Regions from separate parts of the Ovis aries genome. Here region 2 is linked to region 1. The links are chromatin contacts, called in public Hi-C maps. All regions are on one chromosome and are shown on one strand. The core of a region is the stretch at or near the end of the contact, and the rest is flanking DNA. Distances in the headings are between cores, read along the strand shown.

Region 1 (7,332 bases), core at 2,103-4,602:
CTGCTCCACTGGTCAAGGACAACTGGAGAAGGTTAGCTTTTCAGTGGCGTGACAAATGCTACCATGCAGTACCAGATGTTTTGAGGAGTAACGCCAAGTCCTTTGAGGGTGTTCCTAGTTTGGCTCGGTTTCCTCTCCAACTTTTCTGGCATGTGCAGTGATACAGAACTTGGTTACATGACTCCCTGAAAACAGACTGATCTCTGCCAATTCATCTCCTAAATTCGTATCTCACTTTCAATTTATCCATTCCCCAAAAGTTGCGAGGAAAACGAGTCCTCCAAATGCATATGAGGAACCTCATATTCAACAACACGCTTGGAAAATGTTTTGTAAAGGAAGGTAGCCCCTACTTTATCTGTTATAGCATTGCGGAATTTACACATGACATGTTAGCTTCAGTTAGGGCCACCTGCGTTCCTGGGTGCGCATGTACAGTCAATGGGCGGGTTGGCTTTAGTGAGGTACACTTAGGTCCCATCGATCCTCTGTCTAGTGACGCAGTCGTGTCTGACTCTTTGTGACCCGATGGACTGCAGCCCGCCAGGCTCCTCTGTCTCTGGGATTCTCCAGGCAAGAGTACCGGAGTGGGTTGCCATTCCCTCCTGCAGGGGATCTTCCCGGCCCAGGGATCGAACCCGGGTCTCCTGCATTGCAGGCACTCTCCTTACCGCCTGAACCACCAGAGAAGCCCATAGGCAAGGTTCTAAGGGGAGGCACACAGGCTCTTCCTGCTGAGCAGCTTGCAGGGGTCCATCAGGCAAACAAGCCAGGGTCACAAAGGCTGAGCTGAATCGTGAGGCAAAGGGCAGGGTGGGTCAAAACTCAGGATGAGGCTCTCATGGAGGCAGCAGACACAGCAAACAGGAAGCGCCCTCAGACACGAAGGAGGCTGCCAGGCCAAGCATGGAGCAGAAGAGGATGGAGCTGACAGCTAATTCACTTCCTCATGCGTTCCACCAGGAAGGAGTTGCAAAGATGAAACCCTGGGCCTTTTCAGCAGGCCTCTGGGTAGAGAGGGAAGCTGAAGACAGCAAAACCTCTCTCTCTCAGGCCAAGCAGAGCGTGGGAAGGCTGACAGTGCAGGTGCCAAGGGCCACAGGCACGCAGATCAGGGAGTGGGAGAAGAGAGATCGACAGAGGTCGTGATAACTGCCTCTCTGACACACACACACACACACATGCAAAAGCAGAATCTGAAACAGTGGAGGAGACAGCCCCTACAGAGGGCGTTCTCAGCATGAAGAAAGAAAAAAAAGTGGAAGTTGGGGGTTGCAGTGTTTGTGGCTTCAGTATCCGGGCCGGAGCCAGAGGCCCCTGCTGCACGTCGTGGCCTCAGCTCCCAGGATAAACCCCAGTTGGTCCAGCCCACCAACTTCCCCCGAAGCGCAACCACCCAGGGCCCAGGACCTTCTGCTCCTAACAGCGCCCATGAGGATCACCAGCCAGTCCTGCTCTTGGACGCCACAGGGCTCCGCATCTTGTCCCACCTCAGCAAATGAGACCCCTTGGTTTCCCAAGAGCTGTCATTTTTACCTCTTCTACAGAGGCCTGGAGGACAGAACTTCCCAGGAGTCCAGCTCAATGTGGTTTTGACCAGGCGGGAATGAGCCACCCACCTGCACACTTGGGAGAAGGCTGTGCACGAGGGGAAGGGGGCCGGGAGCTCTGCTCTGCCTGGGTCTGAACGAGGGTCACACAAGGTGAGAGGCAGCTCACGTGGTCCTGGGAGGCTGCACTGACAAACAGCTCTGCACAAACCCGGATGGGTTCTGGGCACCCAGCTGTTGTGCTCCTTCTGCCTGCAAGATGAGACCCGGACACCCGTCCCGGGGCTGGCATCACTTGCTGAGCCGTGGCTTTGGAAAGAAGGGCAAGTCAAATCCCGGAAAGAGATTGAGAATGAATTCCAGCTGGAAGCCCCCCACCCACAGCAGTTGTATAGGGTGGGGTGAGATGAGATGGACTAGGAGGGGAGGAAACCCAGGCGCCCGTGGAGGTCTGTTGCCTTTCTGTCTTCCTGGCTCCTCTCCATTCCTTCCTGTCTGACAAGGGCAGGGCAAAGGGTCAGGGAACTTCTAGGTGCAAGCGGGTGCTCTTTAAGAGGTCTTTTGTCCTTGAGCAACCTAGAAACCTTGTGGCTCAGCTGGTAAAGAATCCACCCACCATGAAGGAGACTTGGGTTCGATCCCTGGGTTGGGAAGATCCCCTGGAGAAGAGAAAGGCTACCCACTCCAGTATTCTGGCCTGGAGAATTCCACGGACTGTATAGTCCATGGGGCCGCAAAGAGTGGGACACAGAGTGACTTTCACTTTCACATCCTAGACCCGCAGGAGGCAGCCTCTCAAAGTGGTTGCTGAACCCAGACAGTGGCAGATAATCGCCTTCAGAGACTCCAGCCTCTTACCCAGAGCAAAAAAGGCCCAAACTCCACCTTCCTTCCTGCAGCTAATCCATTTTCTCTCCTCAGGATTTTGGCCTAGTACTTCAGGTAACAGGAAACTCACCTTTCCAAGGACTGCGGTTAAGTCCTTGGCAGGTTCTTAAGATTTTCCTTTCTTTTTGTGCTTCCTTTTTCCTTCCTACCACTCTCCTCACCGTCACTGGATGGCCACCCACCCCCAGTTTACTCAGCCTCTCAAATTCTTCCACCCCTGGACAGATATCCTCTTTGAGGTGGTGGTGGGCAGGGGCGGGGTGAGAGAGAAGACCCTTCAGCCTCAACCCCATCCCACCGCGGGCAGAGGAGGCAACTAGGTTGCTGCTGCTGCTGCTGCTAAGTCGCTTCAGTCGTGTCCGACTCTGTGCAACCCCAGAGACGGCAGCCCACCAGGCTCCCCCGTCCCTGGGATTCTCCAGGCAAGAACACCGGAGTGGGCTGCCGTTTCCTTTAGGCCAGGGCATTTCTGCAAGGCCATCCCTGGGCAGGCAGGGCCGGCCCTCCGAGGCTCGGCCAGAGCTGCTCCCATCAGAGGGATCTTGGGCCGCCTTCTCCAGACACGAAGGTCCCCGGCTGGCCTGGGGCCGAGCGTGTCCACCGCGGCGCATCTCCTCCCCGAGAAACGTGGCCTGGGGCCTTTCCCAGCAGCGGCCTCTCCTTCCCCCACGCCTCCGCGAGCCACCCACCCCGCGCCGGCTCCAGCACGTGGCTCTGGGCGCAGGTTTCCTCTCCGCCCCCGCCGCTCTGCAGGGCGGTTTTCACCCTCTCGGTTCCCCCTAACCGCCCCCGGCACCCCCCAACCCCGTGACTTCTTGTAAAAAAAAGCTTCGCTGGTCCCCACCCACCTCCGCCCTCCCGCGGCTGCCGGACCCAGCCGCCCCGCCCCCTCCGCCTCCCCCGGAGGCAGCGCTTTCTCCCCGCCCCTGGCAGCGGGCTCGGCTTCGGAAACTGTTGACTCAGAGGGTGGCCGGGCGGCCAGCGTCTGATGTCAGCTTGGACTGGGGCCAGGAGCGGAGAGGCGCGGGGAGGAGAGCACCGCAGGCGGGCGGGAGCCGGGGGTGGGGTGGGGAGGACGCTCGAGGCGGGAGGAGCCCGATGCCCCGCGCGGGGCGCGGAGCGGGGTCCGCCCGGGGCCGGTGGGGGTGGCGGGGGGGGCCTGCGCTCGGCGTCCCGACTCGGCGCTGCGCGCTCGGGGACTGCGGCTGCCCGGGCGCCCGTGAGTCACGGTGCGTCACCGGAGCAGATGCCCCGGCGCGGCTGGAGGCTCCCGGGCTCCCGCTGACTCATCAGAAAGCCCTGCCGCGCGGCCCGGGAGGCGGGAAGCCGGGGGGGTTGGGGGGAACGGGAGGAGGGAGCGGCCCGGGCCGGCGGCCGGCGAGGTCATCTGAGGCGCTCAGAGCCGGAAAACCCCAAGGAGGCGTCTGCGGCAGCGGGAGCGCTGGGGTGGGCGCGGCCGAGGGGAGCGGGGACCACTGGCAAGCTGCCGGGGTCACCTGCGGCGCGGGCCGGCGGCGGGCGACCGCAGGAAGGAACAAGCCCCCACACCGCCGGCACTGGGCGGGCAGCCTCCGGGACCCCCTCCCCTTCCGCGATCTGGCCGTGCGGCGCGGGACCCCGGGGCGGGTGGGCTCCAGGAGCAGGCGGTCCCGCGGCACCAGCGCTGGCCCCCGACTGCCCCCCGAAGTGGCGGGGTTCCAACCCCCAACCCTCTTTAAGACTTCGGGGGGGGGGTGTCTTGGGAAGAGACCGCACCAGCATGCAGGCCTCCACGCCCTCGTCTCCCGCCCCGCTCTCTCGACCCGCCCCTCCCCCGAGGAAGCCGCTCCGGTGCTGGGGACACCACGTGCTGGGTCAAGGCCTGGCCTCGGCTCTTTCCTGTCTTTGCCGGCTAACCACAAGCCCCCCCTGGCACTCAGAAAATAGAGCGGCCGGGCCATGGAACTAGCAGCAAAGGGGCCTGAGCGGAGAGGGTGGATCTGTGTGACTGTCCACCCTGCCTGGGAACAGGGACAACTTCTGTCGCATTCAGGAAATGCGTGCAGCCCCTCCTGGCAAGGCGCCCCCAACTCCAGGGACAGGCGGGGCAGGAAGAAGCCACAGAAGGTCCCTTCCTGCATCCACAGCCTGGCTGGGGAGACGACCCTGGGCACACCCTGGCAGTGTGAGCACACAGAGCGGGAAGTGGGGCGGGGGTGGGGAGGGTGGGGGGGAGGGACAGGCGCTTACAGAAGCCCCCGGGAGGAGGCTTCCTGGTGGAGCTGGCCTGAGGGCAGGGACCTTGAAGAGGAATGATTTGAACAGATGGGGGAAAGGACATTCCAGACGGAAACAAATGCCTGGAACCAAAACCTGGAGGGGGAGACAGCGGGCGAGTTCTGGGAACAGCAAGCAATCCAGTTGGACTGGAAGAACAGAGGCTCACAGCATCGGGGCCTGGCAGCATAGAGGTGGATCTGAGAAGCAGGCCTGGTGGCCCAGAGGGGACCTGGAGCTGCGGGGTCTCGCCCTCTGCCCCCCGGGGCACCGAGTCATGCCAGTTCCCAGACTGATGGATTCTTTCCAAGAATTTGTCAGCCACAGCTGCAGGAGCCATCCTGCCTTGGATGGCTTTTATTAGCTGGTCTCTAATGCAAATCCTCCTTTGTTCAGATTTCAAATACTTTCCTATTCTGTTCTTTGATCACACTCTGTATTGATTTCCCTCAGGATTTCTCAACCCCAACAGCACACTGAAATTACCTGGGGATGCTTTAGAACACACAGATGGTGAAGCATGGGCCCCCTCCCCACCAGGTGATTTCACCTGGCATCAGCATTCTTTTACTGGGGAGCCAGGGGTGAGAGCTGCTGATGCAGATGGTCACCATCGAGAGGGTCCAGACTCAGAGTAGGGGGCCCCAGGCCTGAGAGCCGCACTGACAAAGATCTCCAGGAGCAGTTGGACGCCCCAAGGCTGGAGTTGAAATGTGTTTCCCAAGCATCCACTCTGCAGCTGAGGCCAAAGTTTCCAACAGGAAGGGTGGGTGAGGCTTCTGTTTGTTTCCCAAGAGCCAACTGGCCTTTCAAACCAGTGATAACCACGGGGGAACCTCACCAGTGGGAGGACCAGGCAATGATAGGAACTGTAGCCATTTCCCGTTGACAATGCCACATGGCAGCTGGAAGGGGCCCTAGGTGGAGGTGGCACCACCTCCTGTGACACTCACTGGTCCTCAGAGGTGGAGGAGGATCCAGCTAAGGACAGACTGGGAGTGCCAGGCAACAGGACCTCTGCTTTCTCATGGGCAAAAAGGAGATGATTCCCACCTCCAAGGTTCTTCAGAGCCTTGGGATAAATCACCCCAGCATGGGGGTAGTTTTCAGTAAGCATTCTTTTCTTCCTGTTTTACTAGGAACTCACACATTGAGGGAAAATGTCCCTATCTGGGCCTCTCAGCTTTCTCAGCATCTGTCCACAGGATGACCCTGAAACCCTAGTCAGGGATAAAGGAAGGTCAGGTTGAGGAACTTGGCAGTGGCCCATCTCCTCCAAGAGAAATGACATCGATTAACAAGGGGGTGCAGATATATAGCCTTGAGCCTGGGGAGGATCTACAGCTCCAGAAAGAATTTCTTGACAAAGGGCAACTTTGCCAAAAGGACGCATGAGAGTCTGTGAAAGTGGGAGATTAATCCTGAGCACCCGATCCTGTCACCACCAAGCAGTGTTCCCATTTGACAGCTGAGAAAACCGAGGCCGAGTGACACTCCACAGCTTGGTGAAGCAGCCAGACAGCAAGTGGCAGAGAGCTGGGAGGAAAGACCAGCAGTTAAATGTAGTGGGGCTAGCCCTCCCCGCCTTTTGATTCTAAGATCCTGGGTTTTTTGAGTTTTTCATATCAAGCCTTGTCCGCAATCAGAGTCCTAGAAAGGCCACACTTGAAAACCTAGAGCTGAGGCATTTAACCCAAGGAGAAGGTGGGTCACTGAAATGCTGGTGCACTCTTCGCCCTTTGAATCCTCACCACCGAGAAGAAAACTATGAAGGGTAACCAGTGTTGGTTGGTCTCGATGCGAGCCTACTGGGAGGTGGATATCGACTTTTTCCATTTTACAGACGAGGAAACCGAGCAGGGCCGACGTTGGGAGTCGATTCTGGCTGTGTTCTGACGGCATAAATTCCTTCCCCGCTCCCTGAGGGTGGCCTGACCACCTACGGCGGACCCGACTGGTGACCTGGCCGCCCTCCCGGGCCAGACTCCCCGCGGCGGGTTGGCCCGGGGCGCGGCGGGGCAGACGAGCCGCGGGAACCGAGGCGGCGCGCGCGCGCGCGCACGCACACACGCGCCGGGGCGCAGGGCGGGGGCCGCGGGCGCCGGGAGGAGCGCGCGTCCCTTCCCCCTCCCCTGGGAACCCGCGCGCGGGGAGGGCTTGGCCGCTCCCCGCCCCGACCGCCAGGTGCCCAGAAACCCGGCCGCCTCCTCCCGCCCCCGCGCCTGTTCCCGGCGCAGCCCTGGTCTCGGCGGTCACGTCTCCCCATCCGGCTCCAAAGTACGAGTCAGCCGGCGGCCCGGCCGACCCCGCGGAGGGGCGGGGGCAGGGGAAGGGCGGCGCCGGGGGCGGAGGGGGGCCGGCGGCCGGGGCGCGCGAGGCCCTCTCCGCCCTCCCGCGCGGCGCGGGCGGGTCTTGCCAGGAGCCCAGCCCGGCCCTGGGGGCGAGGCGCAGGCGAGGTCGCCGCGGCGAGGCCGCCGCCCGGCTGGGGCGGGAGGCGGGGCGAGGGAGAGGCCCGGCGGGGGATGCCAGGAGGCCGCGCCTCCGGAGCGGCGCGCGGGCCGGTGTTGCTGGGGAGGAAAGCGCGGCCGCGGCCCCGCCCGGAGCTCCGCGGGCGCGGCGCCCTCTATTGCTGCGCTGT
Region 2 (7,332 bases), core at 1,752-4,251, 130 kb before region 1:
GCTTCAAAGTCACTTTTCTCTGCAGTTTTGTTCCAGGAATACACACTCTCTTTTGATCTTTCACAGATCATTTCCATTCTTTCCTCCTATAAATACAAAAGACTCATGTTATAAGCATACTGTTTGTCATCCACATGACACTCAGAGTAATGTGCTTTTTTTTTTTTACAATCTACACAGCTTTTCAAGATAAAAATTCTTCTCATAGTAGTAGTGAAAAAATCTTTTCCATTCTTCCTCTCAAATTTAGGCTTGAACATGGATAACCTTGCAAGGAACTTATTACTATCAAGGGGACCTAAGGTTAAAGGTAACAATGCACTTGTCATTCAAAAGAGAACTGCTTGACTTGTAAAAAAAAACATTTTATGTTCTTTCCAGAGTAGCCAACTGCAACAGGAGTCTATGACCAGCTGATCCAATAACACACACACACACACAAAATCAGAAAATTTATTATTTGACCAAAATTTGCAAAAATAACTCTGTAAGGAATCTGCAATAGTCAAAATAGAATCTTATTTTAACTGTTTAAAGAACTGCTCCATGATAGAAATAACAGCACATGCTTTGTATTTATTTGAACAACTCCTCCCATCAGATATTAATGCTTCATACTGAAGTTGCTTAGGTTACCGCCCTCCATCTCTTCAATTTTCCATTAACGTGACCCCATTTTTTGGTTTAAGTAGAGACTGTGTAAAAACACCGAAAAATATTCTTTACATTGCTAGGAATTGTTCTCAACTCTTGTTTTAAAACCCTTCGTGTAGAAACCTTTAAGAAGCTATTACCACTCTTGAAATATAGCTAACAATGCAATTGCATAATCGCGCGCCTTTTACGTAAGCTGCAACGGACAGCGCATGTATGTGTAAAAGCCTCAAGACGCCAGCGCAAAAGGGAAAAAAAAAGAGAAAAGGCTAGGCAGGAGAGAAAGAGTATGCGCTGGGAAGAGCAGGAAGAGAAGCCGGGAGGGGAGAGGAAAAGGAGTGGGGCGCGAGGGAGGCAGGAAAGGGAAGCGCGGGCGGAGGCGAGGGCGTGGGCCGGGGGGTGGGGGAGGGAAGCAGACAAGGGGCGGGGGTGGGCGGCGGGGGAGATCCTCGCTGGCGGGGACAGACGGATGGGGCCGCCCTAACCTCAATGAGGCTCGCGGGTGAGTCACTGGGAACATTCCTCGCCCGCTCGCACGTCCCCGCGTCCCTGCCCCCGTCATTGGCCAGCCAGCCGGGCGGCCCGAGCTGGGATTGGCTGGGCGGCGGAGGGCGGGGGCGCGGAGGAGGAGGCGGGGGGCGAGGCATGTGAACAAAGCGTGATCAGCGGCTGCTCCGGGCGGCGCAGGAAACGTGAACTGGGAATTGCCGCGCCGTCACCTTTCACCTACTTCCTGAGCCCGCGGGGCCCCCGCCCTCGCGACGGCCCGGGGGAGGGGCCGCGGGCGCCGCCGCCAACCGCCCGGCCGTGCGCGCCTGGGCCTGCGGGGAGAGGCGGGGCCGCGGGCGCCCGGCTCCCGGCGCGCCCGCCCCTTCCAGCTCCCCACCGTTCCCTTAGGAACCGACTGCGGGGCCGGGCCTCGCTCCCGCCCTGGCGGAGGCTCGGGCTGGGTCACTCGGGGACGAGAAGCTCCCCCGGCGCATCCGTTCCCGGCCCACCCCCCGGCCTCCGCCTCAGCTGCCGGAGGAGGAGCCAGGTCCCCGCGGAAACCCGGCCCCCGCCCTCCTCCGGCCGCAGCCCCCGGGGACCCGGCCGAGCCCTCGGCGCTTCCCGCCCACGCCGCCCACGGGATCTCAGACCACCCCGACTCGCCCCGAAGACGCGGCGCCCCCCGCGTCCCCACGGTTTCCGGCAGCTCTGGCCCCCCCAACACCCCCGCGCCGAGCCCAGCATCTCCACGAGTTCCCAGACGTGCAGCCCCCAACAGGCCCAGTTCCAGGCGCGCGGCCCCACGGCCGGCGGCTCCCGCCTCGGAGCGCTGCCCCCGCGTCTCGCAGCCCCGGCTCCCCCCGCCCACCTTCCCCACCCCGATGCTGGGGTCCCGCTTCCCATCCCTTCCATCTACTGTCGCCAAGGCGGCTCCGAGGCCCCCTCCCCCCGCCAAGGCGTCCTCTGGAGGAGGCCACCTGCCTGCCTGTTCCGGAGATAAGGGAGTCCCCTCCAGACGTCTGGGGTGGGGTAAACTCCCCGGGCCCGCGTGCCATCCCCTTGCACCCACGCCGGGCGCCCCTCCCCACAGCACCCCCGCTATCTGCTGGGTAGCCCCAGTCCTGCAAGCCTCCGTTCAAGACCCCCCGAGATGGGGAGTCCCCCTCTCCTCTCCGGTGGACTCCCCATCCCTCACATGCCCTAGAGCAGCCCCCTCCCAGCCTGGGGCGCGTTCCTTATCCAGACGGAGGCATCTCTTCCCCCCGGCGCCAGGTGCAAGGTGGCCCCCTTATCCCCCTCTCCGGTACTTCCACGCCTCCTAGTCTCGCTGACAGGGCAGCCAGCCCCCCAACCCCAGTCTCCTCACTCTTCCCGCCCCTCCAGTCATCCCACCCCCCTCACCTGCTTCCAGTCTCCCAGCGGAGCTGTTCCCTTCCCCTCCTTACACCTCGAGCGAGACCCTCTCTCACTTCGTCTCTAGCTCCCAGCCTGCTTCTCCAGAAACCCCTCCCGTCCCCCGCTCCGCTACACACACGCCGTCACCAATGCCCAGTCTGCAGGCGGGAAGCCCCTCTTCCTCTTCCACGACTCCCCTGCAACCTCTGTCCTCAGGCGAGGCTGATGTCAGGGGCTCGGGGGTCTCCCCGGACGCAGGGAGGCAAGAGAAGGGCTTGGGGCATCCCCAGGTGACTTACCGTAGCCTGCTGGAGAGAAGCGCCGCCGAAGTTGAGCATGGTTGGCTGCCCGGCCGCCGGCGATGAGCTGACTGGCTGCAAGGCTGTCCTTGGCTGCCTGGCCACAGACGGGCGCCCGGAGACACTCGACGCCGCTCCCGCCGCCGCTGCGCTCCGCGCCGTCTGCCCCCCTCCCCATTCAGGTAGCCGCTCCGCCTGCCCCGAGCCGCGGGCGGGGGTGGGGGCGGAGCCTGGGGCCGGCCAATCAGCGACAAAGGTGTGTGAGGCGCCGGCCAATGGGCTCGCGGGGCCACGCGTGATCAGCGGCTGCCCGGCAGCGTGAAGCTTGTGTCAGTGGAGCGTGTACACAATCCCCTGGCAGCGCGTTTCCCCGGGCCCAGCCCGAGGGAACTCCCGCCACCACCTGACTCTGTGGACGCGGCCCCCACCCCTCACCCACCCCCACTCTCCCTCCCCGGCTTGCAGTCCCCTTCCCTGGGCCGGGGGTGGGGCGGCGCCAGGAACCCGAGCCCAGCCCGGAGGCGCGGCCGCCGCGGCGCGCCCAGGCTCTCCGCGGAGAGCCAGGCCCACGTGGGAGGTGGGGAGGGATGCCCGCTCCGCCCATTCCCCTCCGCGGGCGAGGTCCCATCTCGGGCCGCCGCCGCCACGGGGTGGGCGGGACGCCGGGTGGCCAGGCGGGGGAGGCGGCGGCTGCAAGCCAAGGGTCCAGAGCCAAGAGATTTGCATTTGGAAGCGCCCCGTCCTCTTGCGCGTCTGGCGAGAAAGGAGAGCCTGGTGACCGACCGAGCTGCATTTCTGGAGCAGTTGCTGGGTTTTTGCCTCGCTGAAGCATGAGTAGCACCAGGGAAGTGGAGGCGAGGGAAAGGGAATCCTGTCACCGAGCGGACACCTGCTCCTGCGCCCCCCCGCCCACGCCCGGGCCGCAGGCGCTGGCTCGCCCTCTCCATCTGCCCTGCCGGCGGCGTTGCCCGCCCCGTCCGCCCCGCCCATCCTTCCTCCAGGGCTGTGGAGAGAATGGTGTGGGGACTGCAGGAAGCCCCGAAAACTAGACCAGTGCGGGTGCTGGGGAGCCATAGGCCAGAGTTTTTTTTAATCTTTCTCTGGAACCGACTCTCAGTTGCAGAACCGAGTTTTGAGCTCGGTGTAAAGTTTAAATTGCAGTCTACAAGCTGTTTCAAAGGTAGGCCCTACCCCCACACCTACCCTGGGCCATGGCCTCCGGAAACGCCCTGCCGGGAAACTGCTGGTGGTGATGGGGAGGGGCGGGGTCTTCTAGGGTCACGAGGCGCCAGCCAGGGCACGCCAGGGAGTGGGTTGCCTTGGGAAAAATGAAGTCGCTCAGTCCTGTCCGACTCTTTGCGACCCCGTGGACTGTAGCCCACCACTCTCCTCTGTCCATGGGATTTTCCAGGCAAGAGTACTGGAGTGGGTTGCCATGTCCTTCTCCAGAGGTCTTCCCAATCTAGGGATCGAACCCAGGTCTCCCCCATTGTAAGCAAGACACTTTACCGTCTCAGGAAGTCATGAAACCCCGTGCTCTCGGTCCCGCGAAAGCCCCAGCCACACCTCCACAACCCCCATCCCGAACCAGGTCAGAGGCGGTCTGGGGCCTCCGGACTGCGAGCCTAACTGCGAGCCTGTGGTTCTGCTTTGGCTCCTTGTCGGCTCCCTTTGGGTGATAGCGCGGCTTAAAACAAACTTAAAGCCACTCCTTGGGACTGGCTAACCGGGGGCAGAAGTCACTGCCCTTCCCTCCAGCTGCCTCACTTCTCCGTGTAACTGAAAGGCTGAGGATGTAAGTGTCTTTTCTTTCCCAATAATCACAAAAATGAGTATAGAAAAGGAATAAACTAGGGAATCCCTTGGCGTTTCAGTGGTTTGGACTGGGTGCTTTCACTGCCATAGCCTGGGTTCAACCCCTGGTTGGGGAACTGAGATCCTGCAAGCCTCCAGGCATGGCCAGAAAGCAAAAAAAAAAGAAAAAAGAAAACCAATGAATTAAATATTTTAGAAACAGGCCCAGGCTAACCAACAACAGTAGTAGTAATAATAATAGGATCAACCAGGGCTAGAGATGCCCACTGAGAGAGGGAAGGAGGACTGAATGGCCGCCTGTCACTGCCTCTCCTGAATCTGCTGGAGGGGCGCCAGCTCAGCAGCTCAGGCAGCTCTTCCTGTCTCCCCTTCATCCCCTGCCCCGGCTTCTGTCTGCAGCGGCCGGCGTCCCTCCCTGTGGGCTTCCTTCCGCCTGGGCTGTCCCATCCTGTTGATGTGAGCCTGCGGGGTATTGGAGCAGCTGGCCCTGGGCACCTGCTGCAGCAGAGGAAGCTCCTGTCTGTGCCCAGCCTGCCTTCCTGTCAGGGAGCTGCCCCTGGGGAGGCCGCAGCCGGCCCTCCAGGTCCCTCGGTCCCTTCCTCGGGAATGTGGGGCCTGCTGGCATGGTTCTCCTGCACGCTGAGGAGCAGGGAGCATTTCTGGCTTGTGGGAGTGACTCAAAACCGGAAAGAAAAGGGGTAGGAGGAACACTGTGGTGGCGGCACCATTCCTAGAGATTCAGAGAAAGATGTTACCCAGGCACCTCAGGCTGAAAGGAGCCAAAACTAAAGCCCTTATTTTTACTTCTTCCCATATGGGCTTCTCATCTCCCATCCAGCCTTCACTGTCTTCCTCAGTTGGTCCCCAGTTCTGAGCAGTTTTGCCTCAGAAATGTCTCTCGCCCCTCACTTTCCACTTGTACCCCTCAAATGTCACTCTATGTCAGTCTGTCATCAATGCTTGCTTAAAGAACCTGCACTCCCCTCATACAGCCCCCACCCCAGCCCCGCTGGCACGCCAATGGCAAACTCTGAAACAATGGCAAACACTGAAACTAGAGTGGGCTTTTCAAAAGTCATGATCCAATCCTGATTATCTGTACTTAAAAAATGATCCTTTGCTCCTACCGCCTAGGAGGTTAAAGGCCATTCCATCCTGCCCTCAACTTTCCCCAGCCTCCCAGTCTTCTCTCCCACCCAGATATACACTTGCCTATGGTCACATCCTCATTCAATAAGCATTGTATTGCTCAATTATCCACTGCATTCAACAAACATTTGTTGAGCACCTACTATGTGTTGTATTCACTGGGAAAACAGCAATGAATAAGACAGGTGATGTCGCTGCTCTCAAAAGGCTTGGATGGGAGGATAAAGACAAATAGACTATGAGTGTGTGTATTAGTCGCTCACTTGTGTCTGACTCTTTGTGACCCCATGGACTGTAGCCCACCAGGCTCCTCTGTCCTTGGAATTCTCCAGGCAGGAATGCTGGAGTGGGTTAGCCATTCCCTTCTTCAGGGGATCTTCCTGACCCAGGGACTGAACCCAGGTCTCCCACATTGCAGGCAGATTCTTTACTGTCTGAACCACCAGGGAAGCCCCAAGTAGACTATATATAAATGAAAGCTCCTTCAAGATGGTGGCCATGTCATAATCATCTTTGTGGTCCAGTGCAGACACTTTAGGCGGTCACGCTTCTTTAATGGAGGAAATAAAATTGTAGGTTGTCTGTGAAGATTCACTGAGGTTATAGGCAGAATGTGGACAACTGCCTAGGCAGAAGTATGGACCCTTCTAATCCTTTCCCTTAACTTGCATCATTACAGCAGCAGGCATGGAAAACTCTCATCTTAGCCATGAGTGAAAGAAAGTCCTGAGCAGTAGTAAGCAGTACTTCAGTTAAATGCTGGTCATCCTCCTGCTAATGGTGCTGGTTTCTCCTTCAACTGGAACTGCGAAGGAAGGTGTGGGGCAGGTGGCTGACATGTAAAGATCCCTCAGTTCAGTTTTATGGATATTAAAACACATTGTCCCCACCAGCCGTCTTCTCTTTGCTTCTTACAGTCAGTGGATATTGTCACCATTCATTCATTGCCCTACCATATGCCAGGCACTAGCTGAACACTGAGGAACAATCATAAAAAAAGACACAGCTCACAGCAGCTTCCATACAGCGAAGGAAGAAAATAAGTGAGCTGGCCAGCCATGACTGTAGTGTGATGAATGCTAAGTAGAGGGTGTGCACCGTGTCCTCGGTAGGTGAGGAAGGAAGGGGTGAGGGAAAGCTCTTCTGGTTGGCTTCTAAGTTGGAGGAGAGGAGAAGTGGAGAGTAGAGAGTGGTGGGGATTCAGGATGCTCTGAATTGTCCGCTCACAAATTTGAGTTAGGACGAGGTGTTTAGGATGTTAAGGGAAGCAGCTCCAAACATCAAGGGCCTTTGTGTGCCCTGCTAAGGAATGTAGATGTGGAACTTTTATATTGAGGACAATGGGGACCTACTGACAGGTTTTAGCAATGATAGTGTAGAAAGTTCATTCTGGCCCAGTTTGGATGCTGGATCAGAGAGCCTGGGGTCTAACACCAGTGAGAAGTCTGTTGTAGCAGTAGAGGCAGCAAATTTGACAGTGGCAGGCATGGAAAGGCTGGAATAGAGACACCAAGAACCAGGAGGATTTGGT

The links. A called contact is a pair of places that touch in the nucleus more often than the background predicts.
Region 2: a Hi-C map of liver shows a contact between it and region 1, with 8 times the contacts expected there. The contact joins the promoter of KLF10 here to the enhancer-like site in region 1. A contact is called at or near these places in 15 of 16 Hi-C or Micro-C datasets (blood, hypothalamus, liver and 6 more).

The regions. Positions count from the first base shown.
Region 1 is chr9:74,581,406-74,588,737 of ARS-UI_Ramb_v3.0, reverse strand. No RefSeq gene overlaps it. Among named protein-coding and RNA genes, the nearest start is that of AZIN1, 48 kb to the right of the region's middle. Within about 2 kb of position 3,352, at least 47 of the 54 cell types and tissues checked have an H3K27ac peak or open chromatin away from gene starts, as enhancers often do. A contact at or near this core is called in hypothalamus, liver, muscle and 1 more, where this site is marked.
Region 2 is chr9:74,715,864-74,723,195 of ARS-UI_Ramb_v3.0, reverse strand. It overlaps KLF10 (KLF transcription factor 10), which reads right to left and starts at 3,001. Exons shown (of 4, transcript XM_027973155.2): 1 at 2,838-3,001; 2 at 1-86. The coding sequence starts at 2,876. It overlaps LOC121820352 (a long non-coding RNA gene), which reads left to right and starts at 3,506. Exons shown (of 3, transcript XR_009594999.1): 1 at 3,506-4,017.